Linked DNA regions of Astyanax mexicanus: region 2 is linked to region 1. Evidence: chromatin contacts called from public Hi-C data. All regions are on one chromosome and are shown on one strand. Each heading gives the region's core, a stretch centred on a gene start, on an enhancer-like site or on the middle of the called end of the contact. The rest is flanking DNA. Distances are from core to core; before and after follow the strand shown.

The links. A called contact is a pair of places that touch in the nucleus more often than the background predicts.
Region 2: a contact with region 1 is called in a Hi-C map of blood, with 3 times the contacts expected there. The contact joins the enhancer-like site here to the promoter of clocka in region 1. A contact is called at or near these places in 3 of 3 Hi-C or Micro-C datasets (blood and muscle).

What each region holds. Positions count from the first base shown.
Region 1 is chr1:64,026,365-64,029,221 of AstMex3_surface, reverse strand. It overlaps clocka (clock circadian regulator a), which reads right to left and starts at 1,392. Exons shown (of 25, transcript XM_049481829.1): 1 at 1,281-1,392.
Region 2 is chr1:64,072,216-64,075,072 of AstMex3_surface, reverse strand. It overlaps clocka (clock circadian regulator a), which reads right to left. Exons shown (of 25, transcript XM_049481829.1): 5 at 1,786-2,024; 6 at 1,584-1,675. The coding sequence starts at 1,603. Among protein-coding and RNA genes, the nearest start is that of LOC103022915, 45 kb to the left of the region's middle. Within about 2 kb of position 1,377, the one cell type or tissue checked has an H3K27ac peak away from gene starts, as active enhancers do.

The DNA of each region.
Region 1 (2,857 bases), core at 143-2,642:
AGGAGAAGCAGCTGAGCTAACTCCACTATAGAGCGAGCGGGAATCGGGGGGTATGTTCCGGGAGCCAGAGCGGCGCCGCAACACCGCAGCGCACGCACCCTCCCCCGGCACCTCCACCGTCCACAGGCGGGGAGCTCAACTGTGAACCAACCGGCGTTTCGACGAGCTGTATTCCCCTCGATATGTGCTTTTTACCGGCAGTGCGCATGCGCTGACCCGCATTATTTAACGTTTTTAGTGTGTTTTTCCATGTTTATTCTGTTTTTATTATTATTATTATTATTATTATTATTATTATTATTATTGGGTGCATTAAACAATAAAAATAGGAATATTACTTAAATTAAGAATAATAAACAATTAGACATTATAAGAAACGGGCTATTTAATAACATTTATTACCTTAACTTTACCCTGTTAGCTAACTATATTGCCAGTGCTTTAATCAAAATATCCTAACTCGCTAACGTTACACTTCTACAGGGGCATGATTACTTACAGTGCTTTATTTTATTTGTTAATTTTTGCCTATAAACATTATGCACAGGGGTAGAGGCACGGTTTGACAGGGTAGCTAGCATTAGACTGGACACAACACCGGACTAGCCTAATAACGTTACAGCCGCGGTCAGATAGCCAGAGAGCGGGGCTCCGCCGCTGGCCGTGCCGCCCCTCTAACAGGTTGCTGCGAGCGGAGCCCTGCGGTGACCGGGGCGCTGGACCTGGGTCTGTCTGCAGGTTAGCCAGGCTAGCTGTGATCCCCCGGCTCGGATATAGATGATATAGAGAATACAGCGCCGCTGGTGTGGGCAGAGAGCCTTACAGCCGCACACGACACACAGCTACAGCGCTTAAGTGTGACCTAGAAGCGCTCTGGTCTGATAACAGCCCGGGTCACTGCGAGCCCCAGTCACCGCGGTAAACTTCACAGTCCGCCGGGTCAACCAGCTCCACACCAACCCGCCGAACAGCGCGGCAGCCTCGGATCAGCCCCCTAGCCGGGGCTCCGTTAGCGGGCTGCGGAGCGCCACTGTAAGCCTGGCCGTGTAGTCTCACTGAGCGAGACCGAAATGTGGGTCAGCAGGCCTTCAGCTCCTTCCCCAGCGAGCATCAGAAAAACACTCACACTCACGCACACACTCTCTCTCACACACACCGCGCTGTTCTCCTGCTCTATCCACCGCCTTTACTACAGCCAGCCCCGCGCCGCCCGACCCGCCTCCCCGCGTTACCGCCGTATAACAAGCGCAGCCCGGCGGTGCAGGTCCGCCGCTCCTTACCTCGCTCGCTCGCCGCTGCGGGGGATTTCTCTCTCCGTGTTTTGGTTTAGATGGCCGCGTTGGATTGACTGGAGTTAGAAAAACAGCAGGGCCTACCTCGGGCTCCCCCCGCGCATGCGCACCGCGCACCGAGCGACAGCCTACACAAGCCCAGCGCCGCCGCACAGGCGGTATAGAGCAGAGCAGCAGCACCCCGGAGGATGGATGCTTCAGTACACAGAACATACCAACCCAGCTAACTAGCGATAGCACAGCGCCTTTAAATCTTTAAATACCCGATAACTAAGCACAAAAACATTACAAGAAAAAAAAACTCATACAAATATATACTAGGGCTGGGCGATAATATTGCACAAAAAACCCTAATATTCTTCAAATACTTAAACAATTCTCAATTACGAGTTTTTGTTTCCACATAACAACCGAAAAAGGCAGTTTTATTTGTTTTTATAAAGTAATCTATAAAATGTAGATTTTTTTTGTTTTTGTTTATACAGAAAGAATCGGAAGCAGCTCCCTTCAGCCTTACAGCAGCTTTTAACCTGTAGTGTAAAATCAGAAAAAAAAATCTGACTGAAGCATACATTTTATGAATATATAAATTAATTATTATTATTATTATTATTATTATTATTATTATTATTATTAGTAGTAGTAGTAGTAGTAGTAGTAGTAGTAGTATAAGTAGTAATAGTAATAGTAAAAGTAATATACTATTGGTAAATACTATATATAGTATTTATTAATTATATACATAAAAAACAATCACCTCAGATGATCGCTGCCTTCATGTTTAAGAAGCTATAAAACTGGTTATGTACTCAGAATAAGCGTTTGTGCTGAAACCTCGGCGCTGTTGTTCTTTGTATCAGCCGGTCGGCTGCCTGTGTAATAAACAGTGTTAAATGTGGTCACAAGGCCACTTTTCTACTTTCTTTTTCTACTTTTCTGCCCGGTTCGTGTTACACAAACGCTCCCAATCTTTGGCCCTCATCTGTCGCTCTGCGCTTTTTGGGCGAGAGCCAATTAGGTCAAACGCGCGAGCCAACCGAACATGACTACGAGCAGAGAGCGCGCGAAAATATTAAGGGCGGAGCCACATGAGTGACGCGTCCAGTGACCAATCAGCTCGCGGTGCGTGTGTGGAGCTCGTCTTACAAAAGTGTTTTGTAATCGTTACAGTGGAAGACAAACTTCTGACATAAAGTCGCACTTACTATAGTGAGATTACAAGCGATTTCCTACAGTTTTAGAATACAGTTATCAGCGGTTTTATTTTTATTAGTAAAAACACAACACAGATAAATGACCAATTACATGTTTATTAAATATTTAGCATCACCACATGATTAACTACTGCTAATGCTAATGCTAATGTTTTTACTCTCATCCACAGATGAACAAAATAAAAGAAATGTTCATACTTCATGTTCTGATGCATACTTTTTTGTTTCCAACCAAAACAACGTTGAATCAGGTGTATAATTAAACGTCATATACTGTAAAATATAAATAATAAACAATATAGTGTGTGAAAACCAGGGTTAAATATAAAAATGTATCTGAGTTGATGCACT
Region 2 (2,857 bases), core at 128-2,627, 46 kb before region 1:
TAGGTAGTTTGTTTCATATCCTTTTCCAACCTTACATGATGTCCCTGGTCATATGCAATTTTAAAACATTTTTACCCTGATATTTTATGATTAGGTTTATATTTCTCCTGTTGTAAACAAGCAAGTTTCGTAAGTTTTAATCAAGCAAGACTAAAATTAAGCAGGTTTAAACAAATAAAAAAACAAATACCCAGAAAAACAGCAACAGACTTATTTAATTTACCAAATGCTATCAGAGACTCAAATCATGCCGTCTCCTCTAAAGTACTTTAAATTAATATTGGATTTTTAAATTGTATGCTGAAGATTACAGTAGCCCTGTGTTGAACTTTAAAAATTAAGAAAGGCAATTCATGCCTTGTTTTCTGCACACTCTAAATAGGTACGCTTTTCTTTTGCCAGGTTCTGTTATTACATTACTGCAAGACCAGTTCAAACTGGACTACCACCAGACTGGGAACTCTGAGTTCAGAGAACTATTGAAAATATTTCCAGGAACTACAGAAATCTCTAGGCTAATCATTTGATCTACACCCCCAGTTAAACCTTCCCAGCACCAGAAGAGTTTCACTTACTGGTCAGGAATCCACTTAAAAAATCCAGTTAAAAAATTCTCTGTGTGTTGAGATTTTTATTGACTGGTTTATTTTGGGAAACGCTGTGGGCCAGATTCCCAAACAAGGATTCAGCCTAGTCCTGGACTACATTTACATTTTAAATCTATTTAGAACCCTTTTTAATCCAGAACAAGTCGGAGTCTCTTTTTACTACTTTATCTACTTGAACAACCAAACTAATACAAATTAATAGCGGACACGAGGCCCATGATGATAACTCTTTGTTTTAATAATACCTTATATTGTTCCAGAAACAAAATTATTATTTAAAAGACCATGTTGACATATATAGAAGATGTGATAGCATAATAATAATAATAATAATAATAATAATAATAATAATAATGCAATCACACAACCTTTAAAAGTGAAGTGAACGTTTAAAAAAAAAAAAAAAAAAAAAAAAAAAAAAAAGTAGACTAAAAATTAAGTTAAACTGCTTTTGACATGCATGTTTATTCATTTAAAATTAAAATAGTAATAGGGGATATAGGGGTCTGTAGGTATGACTGAGTTTAATGTTCATATATTGTATGATAATTGCATTATTGACTTTGCACCATCACTTTAGACCTAGATGACACCCTACTAATATCAGCCTGCTCCTGAAGGTGCAGTCTCCAGCTTTACCTGCAGTGAAAACCTGCAGTAAAAGGAAACTGAGCAAAGTGGGGCACTGCTGTGCTAGACGCTAATCCTGGGATTAGCCATGGAAATTCCATACAGCAGACACACAAAGGCTCGTCCAAATGTCACTCAGCAGGATTGACCAGTTAGACAGTTCGTGTCCCGCAGAGCCCGCCCAGGACGGGCACGTGTCGAGCCGGTTCAATGGTTGTCATGGTAAAGGAGTTGAGGCGTAGGTTAAAGGGAAGGACAGTTGTTGAGATTGCAGGCGCAAAGATTAAGGTTTAAATGTGGCCACTCTCACTCTCGAGTGGAGTGCTGTGAAGGTGCAGGACTCACCGGTCTATACTGGAGGTCATTTTGTAGTATGTTCAGGGCTGGAGTGGGAGAGAGAGGAGCTTTAGGCGTGAGGTAGACATTTGTACATAAACCTGCACAAAAGAAAAAGAAGAAAAAAAATTACTTATAGGTTATAGTGCTGTAACATCATCACACACCACAACAACGACAATTCATACATTCTGATCTACACCAGACCAACCTCCAGCGCTGCCTGCCCAAAGAGAGGATCAGAAGCTTGCCAATGGACGAAGGTCCTCAAGATCAGCTTTGAGAGGGGAGGACGTGTCCGTGTGTTTCTGGAGTTGAGTGAAGAGGTTTCAGTGGAGGTCTTTAGGTTAAAGGTCAAAAGTGGATTGTGGGTCCTTGTAGCAGGCGCATTCTGGAAACGCTTTTCGAAGAGTGTAAGCATGCGACACGCATGTCAGCAACATCCCCCTTCTAGGATTCAAACAGAACACACAATTTAGTTTCCACTTTTTTTATATTTCTATACAATTCATTAGTTAATTCAGAGTGGTTTGATGTGATTTTTTTTTTCCATTTTATTTTTTTTTTTATACTTATATTTATATATCTATTTCTCCCCCACACTACTGCACCTTGTTTTTGTCTCATGTACGTCTATTTTTGTCCCTGCTGTATTGTACCCATAGTGTCTCCCATTCTCTTTTATTATATCTATTATCTGTACTTGCTGTAAAATTGGGAAGGAGAGTAACGTAATTTAAATTCTCTGTATGTCCTGCACATATGCAGTATTGACAATAAAACTTGACTTGACTTGAATACACAGCCTCAAACTGGTGCTAAAACAAAACCAAGAGTCACAAAACTTGTAATGTGGTAATGGTAAAATGCTGGAAAACTTAAGACACTATGGGTCCTATTTTAGAGATCTATACAGCACTGGTCAATTGCACATTGCACATCTTGATTTAGGGCGTGTCGGTGTGTCTTTGGTATCGCAAGGTCACAAAAAGCATGCTGTGCGCGGCTCAAAACACACAAAAGGCATTAACTAATTCTCCTAATTAATCAGCGGTGTTTTTTCTGCGTAATGTGAAATAAACCAGTGTGCCAGTTGTCATTCCCTTTAGGAGCCAGGTGCGCTCTGAACTTTGGCACGTTGGTATCTTAACAGCACTGCTTTTGTGCTTCTCAGCAGAGGATACTGACCTGCATGTTCAAGGGAACAGCATTGTTATTTTATTCTTTATACTGTTTATTGTTAAGGTAAAAGTCGGTATTGGGTTGCAGCACTTCTGTACTGT